Regions from separate parts of the Mus musculus genome. Here region 2 is linked to region 1. The links are chromatin contacts, called in public HiChIP or PLAC-seq maps. All regions are on one chromosome and are shown on one strand. The core of a region is the stretch at or near the end of the contact, and the rest is flanking DNA. Distances in the headings are between cores, read along the strand shown.

Region 1 (5,657 bases), core at 2,072-4,571:
TGTTTTCTTCCTCCATGCTGACAGCAAAAGTTACACCCAGTATCTCACTGGTGTAGGTTTGGTTATGTCGCATCTTTAAATCTCTCTCTTGAGAGGGGGCGTGGAATATTCCAACAGTCTAGTTCTGGGTCATGCATTCAGTCTCAGGCACGGGAGAAGCGGGAGAGGCAGGTTCTCGTGCCAGGAAGTTTCTGGCTGGTTCCTCCATCACTGTAGCTCCTGATTTGCTCACAGTGGAGCTGACCTGTCTACGCGGCTTCCATGAGTCCCCTGTACTCTGGCTCAGGCAAGGCATCCCAGAGAGAGTAGGCAGAATGGAACGCAAAGGTCAAAGGTCAAAAGCTTGACGTCAGACCCGTGAGTCTGCCTTTGCATCAAAGGAAGAGTTGTTGCCTGTATTGTGAATGAGACTGAGATCAAGAGATTAAGAGACCAGGAGCGGAATCTTCCACATCCTTCCTCTTCCTGTTGTGTCTGGCGAGGTGATGGGCATTGTGGGTAAGGAATACTTGCTATGAATGAGCTCGGCACGGACTCCCGTTTCCCAGGGCACCTTTCCTCGCCTCATCTCCGTGGTTTGGGTTACAGGCCGAGGGAAAAGGATCTCTTGATCCATTGAAACTGGGACTAAGGTTGATAAGCGGCCCCTGTCCCACAAAACTCAAGGAGAGCCTGTTAGTCGATGACTTGATACAGCTCCTGCAGGAAACTTTCCGGATGTGCAATCTCATTTCCGAAGTTCTCATCCGATGTGCATGGCTTAAGCAGTCAATACACGGAAAGTATCCTTGATGGGTCTGCTGGGAGAATCTAAAGCCTGTGGCTGTCTCCAGAGATGCTTTGCCATTTTATCAACCAAATGAATGCCTAACTGGTGACCCAGAAATTCCATCTCCCCTCCTCCAAATAAAAAGAAAGAATGAGGGTAGGGAGATGGGTCAGTGAGTAAAGTATTTATTGCCCTGGTGTGAGCATTGGTGTTCGATCCCTCACCTCACACTCCTGAGAATTCTGAGGGGGCGTGGCCCTGACCTATAGTCCAGCACTCTGAAGACTGAGACGGAAGATCTCTGGAGCAAGCTGGCTAGCCAGACCAGCTGCATTAGGTGTACTCTCTGTTCAACTGGGAGACCCTGCCTTAGTGAGTGAAGTGAAAAGCGATTGAGGAAGACTTTGATGTCCCTGGGCCTTCCCAAACACAAGAAGGAATTTGCATGCAAGTTCATGAATATACATGTAAATACCCCACACCTTTTTTTTATTTATTTATTTATTTATTTATTTATTTATTTAAAAGAGACTTGTCTAAGAATTCTCTGGGTGTGTTTACCCATGCATATTATCTCCAGGTTGGAAAGATCTCATATACCCATCAGCTGAAAGATTATGTTTTGGTTCTTTTAGTTGACTGACAGAACCAAAGCTTTTCCTTGTCTTTTTCTTTCCCACTCTCTCCAGCCCAGGCTGGCTATGAACCCTCTACATAGCTGATGATTCCCTTGAACTTTTGACCCTCCTGCTTGCTCCACTCCTGGGATGACATCTGTGCACTACCACACCTGATTGGTGACACGCTGGGAGTGGAACTCAAGGCTTCATATATCTAAGCAAACACGACCAACTGAGCTACAGCTCCAGCCCCTGAGTTAATTTTTTTTTCCTTTTTATCCGATAAGGAGTGGACAAATGGAGCCTGTTTGAACTGTAAGGCCCGCTCGTTGGCTTTTGCTATTCCTCTGTTGCTCTATCTAGCCTGTGAACATGGCAGCTGGAGGTGCAGCAGCCATTATGGACCTGGAAGTAACTCTGAAGATGGCAATGGCATGTGGGATGTTGGCTTCAGAAGAGAAGGGGTTTAGAACAGGCACAGGACTGGTCCATTTGATGAGGAGGCCCCAGCTTCTATAACAGTACCTGGTGCTGGTAGACAATAAGGGCTCAATCACAGTGGAAAAAAAAAGGGGAAGGAGGAAGCTGCTGCTGCTACTGCTGCTACTGCTGCCACTGCTGGGGTGTGTGTGTGTGTGTGTGTATGTGTAAGAGAGAGTAAGAGAGAGAGAGAGAGAGAGAGAGAGAGAGAGAGAGAGAGAGCACTGAGAAAGGAAGCTGGAAGGCTGGGTGGAAGCTGGACTGCTTGAACTCTACAAATCAAAACTGCCCCAACCACACCACCTCCACCCTTTATCCCCCAACTACCTGCCTGTGCTACCTGCTTAAATTCATGATCCACTACATACTTTAGATAAAGCTCCTGAAATGAACCTGTCTCCCTGGTAACCTACCCTGTATCTACTTTTCCTGGGGACTCAGTTGTTTTCTCATGAGGAGCCCCAATGCGATCAGAGATTTATATATATTTATTTATATATATTTATATAAATATATTCACTTATTTATTTTGGTGTACATGTGTGTGCACATCCCATGGTGTGCAGCTCTATGAAGAGCAGACATTAACTTTCAGGAGTTGATGCTTTCCACACTGTAGGACCCGGGAATCGAACTCAGGTTGTCAAGCTTGGCAGCAGCCATTTTTACCCACTGAACTTATCTCACCTGTTTTAAGATTATTTATTTATTATATATAAGTACACTGTAGCTGTCTTCAGACACTCCAGAAGAGGGAGTCAGATCGCACCACAGATGGTTGTGAGCTACCATGTGGCTGCTGGGATTTGAACTCAGGACCTCTGGAAGAGCAGCTAGTGCTCTTAACCACTGAGCTATCTCTCCAGCCCATACCCAGTGGTTTCTTAATGGCACCACTTTAATGTTGGTTTGGAGATGCATTCTGTAGACTTGGGATATTTTAAATGTTCTTATTATCAAAATTAGACTTGGCCTTTATAGATAATTTGAAAGCAAATGATAATAAGAAAACTAAAGTCAACTGTAGAGCTAGCCATTCTTCAATATTTGGGTATATTTCCTCTTTATAATTAGACTTACTGTTGGAATTATTCAATTTGGACCTCCCCTCTATTTGCTTAATGCCAATCAGTACTTCCTTGTGTTCCAAATTTTATTTTAAAATATTTTAAAATGATGAGCTAAAACTTCACCCTGGGCAATTATTTAGCTAATTGGTAGATTCAGGGTTTCCTGAGAACTTCCATTTGTATAATTAAGCATTCGGTGACTGCCTTTTACATTATTGCATCCACGTTTGTTTCAGAGTTCCGGCAGAGGACAGCAGGACAAAGAGCGCGAACTTGCACAAACTTCTTAGGAAATGAAGGACCCATTGTAGGTGCCTATAGGGCCCGTCCCTCCCAGGGCCCGCCCCTCCCAGGGCCCGCCCCTCCCAGGGCCCGCATCCTCCGCGAGTGAGGCTTTCCAGTTCCTCTTCTACAGACAGAAAGCTAACAACAGCAGTGTCTGGATCATGGGGGGGATGGGTGAGCTGTCCCTAGCTGCTCCTCAGGGGAAACCGCCCAAGTTTACTGAGTGATTACAGCGGCGTGACTGAGTACAACAAACTGCATTTGTTCAAAGGTTTCCCTCCGTGGTTTCCCTGTTGAAATCTTTTGTTTTGTTCTGTTTTGCTTCTTTTATTTTGTTTTTCAAGACAGGGTTTCTCTGTATAACCTTGGCCATCCTGGAACTTGCACTGTAGGCCAGGCTGGACTCAGAGGTCCATCTGCCTCTGCTTCCTGAGTGCTGGGATTAAAGGTGTGGGTCACCACTGTCCAGTTGTTGAAATCTCTTTAAGTACATGTTTTGTATTTTGCTGTATCTACTTTGAGATATTTTTTCACTTACTAAGTCTAATTAATAGTGACTGTAGTGATGTCCATTTTAAAAAAAAGACATGAGTGTTTGTCTTAGTGTTCTATTGCTGTGAAGAGAATCCATGACCACAACAACTCTTACAAAGGAAAACATTAACTTGAGACTGGCTTACAGTTCCAGCGGTTAATCCATTATCTTCATGGCAGGAACATATCGGCATGCAGGCTGACATGGTGCTGGAGAGATAGCCGGGAGTTCGGCAGGCAGCAGGAAGAGAGAGACACTGGACTGGTTTGAGCGTCTGAAACCTCACTCTGGGTGACACATTTCTTCCAACGAGGCCACACTTCCTATTAGTATGACTCCCCGGTGAATAAGCATTCAAATCTGCGAGCCTCTGGGGGCCATTCTTATTCAAACCACCACAGTATGTATGTGTATATGAACACACACACACACACACACACACACACACACACACACACACACACACACACACACACAAAATGTGCATGCAGTACCTATGGAGGCCAGAAGAGGGCATCAGATACTCTAGAACTGGAATTACAGATAATGGCTGCCGTGTGGGTGCTAGAACCCCTCTGGGTTCCCTGTAAGAGCAGCAGGTGCTCCTAACTGTGGGGCCATCTCTCCAGCCAACTTTTCCTTTTTGTTAAGGTAGCACTCCAGGCTGACCTTGAACTTGCAGTCTCCCTGCCCCAGCTCCCCAGTGCTGAGATTACAAGTGTGCATTAAGATGCAAAGCTTTCTTTTCTTTTCTTTTTGTCTTTTTTTGTTTTTTGTTTTTGTTTCTGTTTGGTTTTTTCAAGACAGGGTTTCTCTGTGTAGCCCTGGCTGTCCTGGAACTCACTTTGTAGACCAGGCTGGCCTCCAACTCAGAAATCCGCCTGCCTCTACCCCCCTACCCCCACCCCAGTGCTGGGATTAAAGGTGCACACCACCACTGCCTATTTTCTATGGTTCTACATTCTCTCTCTCTCTCTCTGTATACAACTTGAGTCAGTTTCTCTCTCTTTCTCTCTCTCTCTCTCTCTCTCTCTCTGTATACAACTTGAGTCAGTTTTCTCTTTCTACCACATGAGTCCCAGGAATTGAACTTAGGTATCAGGCTTAGTGACAAGGCCCCTGGCCCTCTGAGCCATCCTGTCAGCCTGTGACACTCAAAATTTTGTTTTATGTTCTGTTGGAACACACTGTGTCGTTTAGACTGGCCTCAAACTAAGGTAATCCTCCTGCCTCTGGCTCCAGAGTGCTGAATTACAAGTGTGAGTTATTACACCTCATTTTTCTAATTATTTTTCACCCGTGGCTTTAAAAAAATCATGCTGGAAAGACAGCTGAGCCGGTCAAGGTCCTGGCTGCACAAACCTGATGAGTTGGGTCCCCAGAACCTATGTAAAAAGCTGGGTGCAGTAGTGCCCATCTCTTATCCCAGAATTCCCTCGGTGAGGTGGGCGGCAGAGACAGAAGGATCCGCTTGAAGCTTGCAGATGGGCTAACTTGGAGTAGGGTGAGGCAAAAACCAAGGGAAACCCTGACACAGCAAGATGGAAGTCAAAAGCAGACTCCTGACCTCTCCAGGTGCAGTGTGCCATGGCAGGCAGGTGTGTGAGTGCAGGCACACAAATTAAGGCTCCATTTTCCCCAACACTTCAAATAAATACAATTATATACGGATATGTATATATATCATATTACATATATTTCCAGGTTCTCTCTCTCTTTCCTTTTTTAAAAGTCAGGGTTTTACTATAGAGCCCCTGGCTGGCCTGGACCTCTCTATGTAGTCCAGGCTAGCCTCGAACTTAAAGAGGTTCACCTGCCTCTCCCATCATACCTAGTCAGATTGTAGCTTGTATTTAGTTATTTGTTAATAGAAACGGTTCTGATACGTGTAGTTTTAT
Region 2 (5,232 bases), core at 2,324-4,823, 290 kb after region 1:
GACACAGAGGGAGAGACACACAGAAGAGACACATAGAGAGAAACAGAGAGACAGGGAGAGAGAGACAGACAGAGAAAGACAGAGCAAGAGAGACAGAGAGAGACACACACAGAGACACAGAGACACAGAGAGACAGGGAGAGAGTGTGTCTGGGCTTGGCATGGGTTTTTGAGAACTCAAAGCACACCCCCAGTGACATACTTCCTTCAACAGACCACACCTCCTAATCCTTCTAATCCTAACAAAGAGTTTCACTCCATGGTGATTAAGTGTTCAAATATCTGTCCTATGGGGCCATCCCCTTCCCCTATCACAGTGGGTTTAAATCCAACGAGGCTGACAATCAAGAGTAACCATTGCATCTTACTTTGGATGGAAACCATTATTTATTTAACCAAAGCCCCATTTTGAAACATTGAGTGCCATTTTGCTCTTGTGGGATCTCTCTCTCTCTCTCTCTCTCTCACACACACACACACACACACACACACAAGATAGTGTTTCAATTTTACTTTTTAAATTATGTTGTTGGTTTGTATGTGTGCTTGTGGGAGCCATGTGTGCCATGGCAGCTGAGTGTGGGGTTCAGTAGGAACTGCTGTGTTCTGTGTGAGTTGCTCCCAGGGATCCAGCTCAGGTTGTTTGGCTAGGTAGTAAGTGTCTTTCCCTGCAGAGCCCAAATTCCCTAACATTCTACTTCCTGATCTAGTTCGCCTTATGTTGCTGTGATGAAAACCATGACCAAAAGCAACCTGGGAAGGAAGGCAGCTGGTTCAGCTTACACTTCCAGGCCACAGCCTATCCCTGAAGTCCTGATCTGAGTTCTGAGTGCTGACTTCCTCACTGGCTCCTGCTCAGCTAGCTTGGCTTCCTCACACAACCCAGGCCCACCTGCCTAGGGATGGTGCTGCCCACAGTGGGCTGGGCTCTCCCATACCAATCATTATCCAAACCTATTTTTCACAGACATGGCTGCAGGCCAATCTGATCTGGGCAATTAATCCTTCAGCTGAGAATCCCTCAGATGATTCTAGGCTATGGCGAGCACACAGTCAATGGGACACCTGCCCTCATTCCTGCACAGACCTAGACAGAGCGAGAAAACATCAGATTCCTTCCTCTTCTGCACCACAGAAACCCCAAGGAAAGCCTTTCTGGCAGCTTGTCCTCTTGGCCAGTCATCTCGGCATACCACTGTCGCCTCTCACCATGGGTCTTCTTGGAACACTGTAACCCAGGCCTCAGGATGGAATCTTCCTACCCCAGCTTGTCCTTAAAGTCATTGAAGCCCCTTTCTATACCATAGTCCATTGCCAAGAGACTTTACTACAAAGGAGTTGGTTCTCAAGTGAAAAGAGACCGTGGGTCCCGTCATAACTAGGAAGCAGCCAGCATCCCCACAGAAAAGTGCTATCCCGCCCTTCCACCAATAGGAGAGGACAAAGGGGCCTGATACCTGTGTCCTCAGTTGTCTTTTGAGTTTTGTTTTGGTTGGCTGATTTTGGGTTTGTTTGTTTTGGTTTATTTTTTTTGTTTTTGGTTTGATTTGGGTTTGGTTTGGTTTGGTTTGTTGTTGTTGTTTGCTTTTGTTTGTTTTTGCATTGGTTTTGTTTGGTTGACTTTGTTTCATTTTGGTTTTGGTTTGGTTTGGTTGTTGTTTGGTTTTTGGTTTGTTGTGGTTTTGGTTTGGTTTGGTCAGTGTAACATAGAGTAGGGTCACTTGACAGGAGGGAATCTCAAGCATGGTAATAGCAACACCACCAGTGATTTTTCTCCATCAGGCGTGCCAGCAAGCTGCACCACTCTGTGGCTCCTGTGTCAGCTCCCACCTCCAGGTTTCTGCCCTGTGTGAGTTCCTACCTTGGCTTGCCTCAGTGCTGGGCTGCAACCTGTGAGCTATGAAACCCTTCCCACGGTGTTTTCAGCTTCGGTGGTTATCTCAGCACGGAGAACAAACTGGGACAGTACCAGGGCTGGAAAAACATGGTTGGAAGGATTCCAGAGGAGACACAGCCGCTGCTGGCGTGCCACCCAGTGGGGTCACAGTGAATGAGAAGCACCTGGCTTCTCCAGCGTGCATCCAGAGCCTCCCTCGGCCTCAGCCTATCAGGACGCAGCTGGCAATGCTGAGAAATGTCGTCTCTACAAATGATGGAGAGCAAAGATCTGGCTCTCGGGTTAGATACACTTGAGCAGAGCTTCAGTGCTCACGGTTATAACACAGAGAAGAAAACTAAGCCCAGGTTCCCATGGATCAGAACCCATTCCGCCTAAAACGCTGATCCCAGGGCCAAGGGCCCAGCTCAGTGTGACTTACTGCGTTCTCATGTGAAGTGAATTAGGTTGACCCGAACCTTGGCCTGGTTCTGCAGTTGATAATGGGGCCAGGCAAATGTGCTACAAAGCATGGACCTTTATCACATGCACCCTAAACCTAACCCAAATAGCTTCTTACATCATCTCCGGGGCCCGGCAACGAGGTCCACCCCGGTGTGCATGGACACTGATGTCCGGGACGGCTCTTCGAGGTGGCAGAGAGCTGGGGAAGCATTTTCCACCTTCATCCTCCAATCTAAAGTCCTGCCCCACTGCCTCCCCTCGAATGCGGCAGGAAGAATCCCCCTTTGTTAAGATTCCCTTTCTCTGTGTGCCTGCACATGCGCGTTTGTGTGAGCGGGCGCAGACTCCCGCGAGGAGCTTGGAGGACGCCATAAGCATCAGTACTAGCTCCCATTGTCTTTGAGACAGCATCACTTGGTGCCCACTGCTGCAAATGCAGGCTAGGAGAACCACCGCTCTCTAGAGATCCCCCTGTTTCTGCCTTCGATCCACTCACAGAAGTGCTGGGATTACAGACACTTGGACTTCACGTCCATCTGTCCAATCCACCTTCACTTAGGTTCTGAGGGTCTTCACACTTGCTTGAAAACACTCTACCCACTGAGTCATCTGGACTCCAGTCCCTCCCCGCACCCCCACCCCCTTTTATAGATTCTTTGTCCAAGATTCCGGCTGAAGATTGCCTGGGCCTCCCACCTCAGCAGCCTTGCCAGGAGGAGGCTGTTCCAACCACACTGCTCAGCCCCCGGGGAGGAAAAGGGCGCACTGAGCTCCCTGCAATTCCACCAGCGAGAATCAAGCCAAGAAGTCATTGTTGAAGGTATTCTCTTACTCATGTCCTGTTCTTTTCCTTGGGATAAATCCTCTTGTAATGGAATTATTAGGACAGACGATATGCAACACACCCGGGGCAGGCTTTGATATGAGCCAATTACGGACTGATAAGACTGCTCTTCGGCCTTGCCTTTCCTAACTCTCTGGTGCACGGCCGCACCACCAGGGGCCTTGGGATGAATCAGTCACCAGACCAGATAAACAAGCCCTTCCGCTGCTGGTGCCTTGTCTGCACCCAAGAAAGGAACCTCCCTTGGATCTCGCCCAGGTCCTGGAATTCCTCAGCACCCGACTAGGCACCTTTGTACCCCTGCCCCCACGAGCCCAGGTCTTACTCTGCTCTCCTCTCCCCGCCCTGGGCTGGGCGGGGCCAGCTGCCAAAGCGGCAAGACTTCACACACACCCCAGCCTCTGTGCAGGGGTCCAGAGCCGAGGCCCGAAGGGGCCCTGGAGGGACCCAATGAAGACACTACTGACCATCCTGACGGTGGGATCCCTGGCCGGTAAGTACCTCTCGACCTGTCCTCAGATCCTCCTACCCCAGCAGCTAGGGAGCACAGTTGCCTATTCCTGCCCCATGAGTCTCTTAGCAGCCAGTTTCATTTTCTTCCCGGCTGGCACTGGACTGGGTGGCAAGTTTTCCTGGAGATGGAGATGACCTGGTCCAGGTAGCTGGAGAGAAGAGAGTACCCCAGACCTGGCTTCCTAAAGGGTCTCAGTTGACCTTCAAGTATGCAGACATTGATTGACCAGCTGTCTGAACTCAGGGTGCTGAGTAGGTAGAGTCTTGGCCTCAGGGGTGCCGCTTCATGCTCTGTTTATCATTCAAGAGGGGACAACAGGCTAGATAAAGCTGGTGTCAGGCTACTGTCTCCATCCATGTCTCCTCACGCCCCTCTGGCTGGATCAGTAAAAAACAGGTCTCTCCAGCAGCCGCCAGAAGGCTGCAATAAGTCACTAGAGTGTCCGTGCAAATGCGACTAAGGACTATGGCTGTCAGGTCTCATCAAATAAACTTTGGGGTTCATACCTGTGAGACATGAGACAGGGGCTTGATCTGTTCTCCTGAATGGAATCCAGGGCTTCTCTCTCAGGAGGCAGGGCTGAGGCATGTTGGAAGGAAATGGTCCAGCCATCTCATGGACCTTCTTGCTTAGTAGTGCATAATACGGTCCCTAAAGACACACACTTGCAGCCAGGTGGTCTTTAATCCCAGCGCTCAGGAGGCAGAGGCAGGTAGATGTCAGCCTGGTCTACAGAGGGAGTAGCCAGGACAGGGATAGAGAAACCCTATCTTGAAAAACAAGAGAGACAGAGACAGAGAGAGATCGCAAGAGCACTGCTCTGGCTCCTATTGCCCAAACAGTGTGTATGCATCCTTAGCATCGGCAAAGCTTCTTTCCAGCCCTTGGCAGACTGCGAAGATTAGATGCAGTCCCCAAATTCTCTGAAGCATCTTCTTTTACATCCCAGGGTGGAGCCATGGATCTCCTGACCCATTAAGATGGAGGGAAAAGGGGGCAGAAAGGAGCCCTGTGGTGCAGAACCCTAGCCTTAGCCACAGACACAGGCTCCGGCCCCAGCTCTCTGGCTGGCTCCAGGTCACTGTAGATGGTGCGTTTCTCCTTAGCTCCTAGGGCAGCTGATACATTGTTTTTCCACACAGATGTGAAACTTGTCTTTTATAAAGCCGCCAGACAGCCAGACTCCCCACCACAGGTCTCCTTTTCCAGGTTTCACAATGTAGACTTTCAACCAGGAAGTGTAGGGACAACACAGGCGGGGAAGTGGACAGATTTAAAGAGGGAAAAAGAGGAGGAGGGAGAAGAAGGCTGATTAATGCCCTAAGCTAGGAGAGGCTCTGCCAAGATCACTTAGCCCACTTCAGAAAACCCTCCTCCGTTCCTCCCCTCCCCTGCTGTCCCCCCCCCCAATTCTTTATTGGGGTATGCAAGCCTCAGCCCCCAGCTTCTCCTAGCCTAGACATCCTACTCAGGACTGTCCTAGTACCAGCATGCTCTGCAGCAGAGTCTAACCATAGGAGGGGAGGTTAAACTC

The links. HiChIP or PLAC-seq counts read pairs in DNA pulled down with a chosen protein or histone mark.
Region 2: a contact with region 1 is called in an H3K27ac HiChIP or PLAC-seq map of acute myeloid leukemia, with 4 times the contacts expected there. The contact joins the promoter of Il22ra1 here to the enhancer-like site in region 1. A contact is called at or near these places in 5 of 115 datasets of contacts at active chromatin or transcription factors (T-cell acute lymphoblastic leukemia, acute myeloid leukemia, embryonic stem cells and 1 more).

What each region holds. Positions count from the first base shown.
Region 1 is chr4:135,436,095-135,441,751 of GRCm38.p6, forward strand. No RefSeq gene overlaps it. Among named protein-coding and RNA genes, the nearest start is that of Rcan3, 5.1 kb to the left of the region's middle. Within about 2 kb of position 3,322, at least 248 of the 459 cell types and tissues checked have an H3K27ac peak or open chromatin away from gene starts, as enhancers often do. A contact at or near this core is called in T-cell acute lymphoblastic leukemia, acute myeloid leukemia, embryonic stem cells and 1 more, where this site is marked.
Region 2 is chr4:135,724,586-135,729,817 of GRCm38.p6, forward strand. Il22ra1 (interleukin 22 receptor, alpha 1) reads left to right here and starts at 3,574. Exons shown (of 7, transcript NM_178257.2): 1 at 3,574-3,677. The coding sequence starts at 3,635.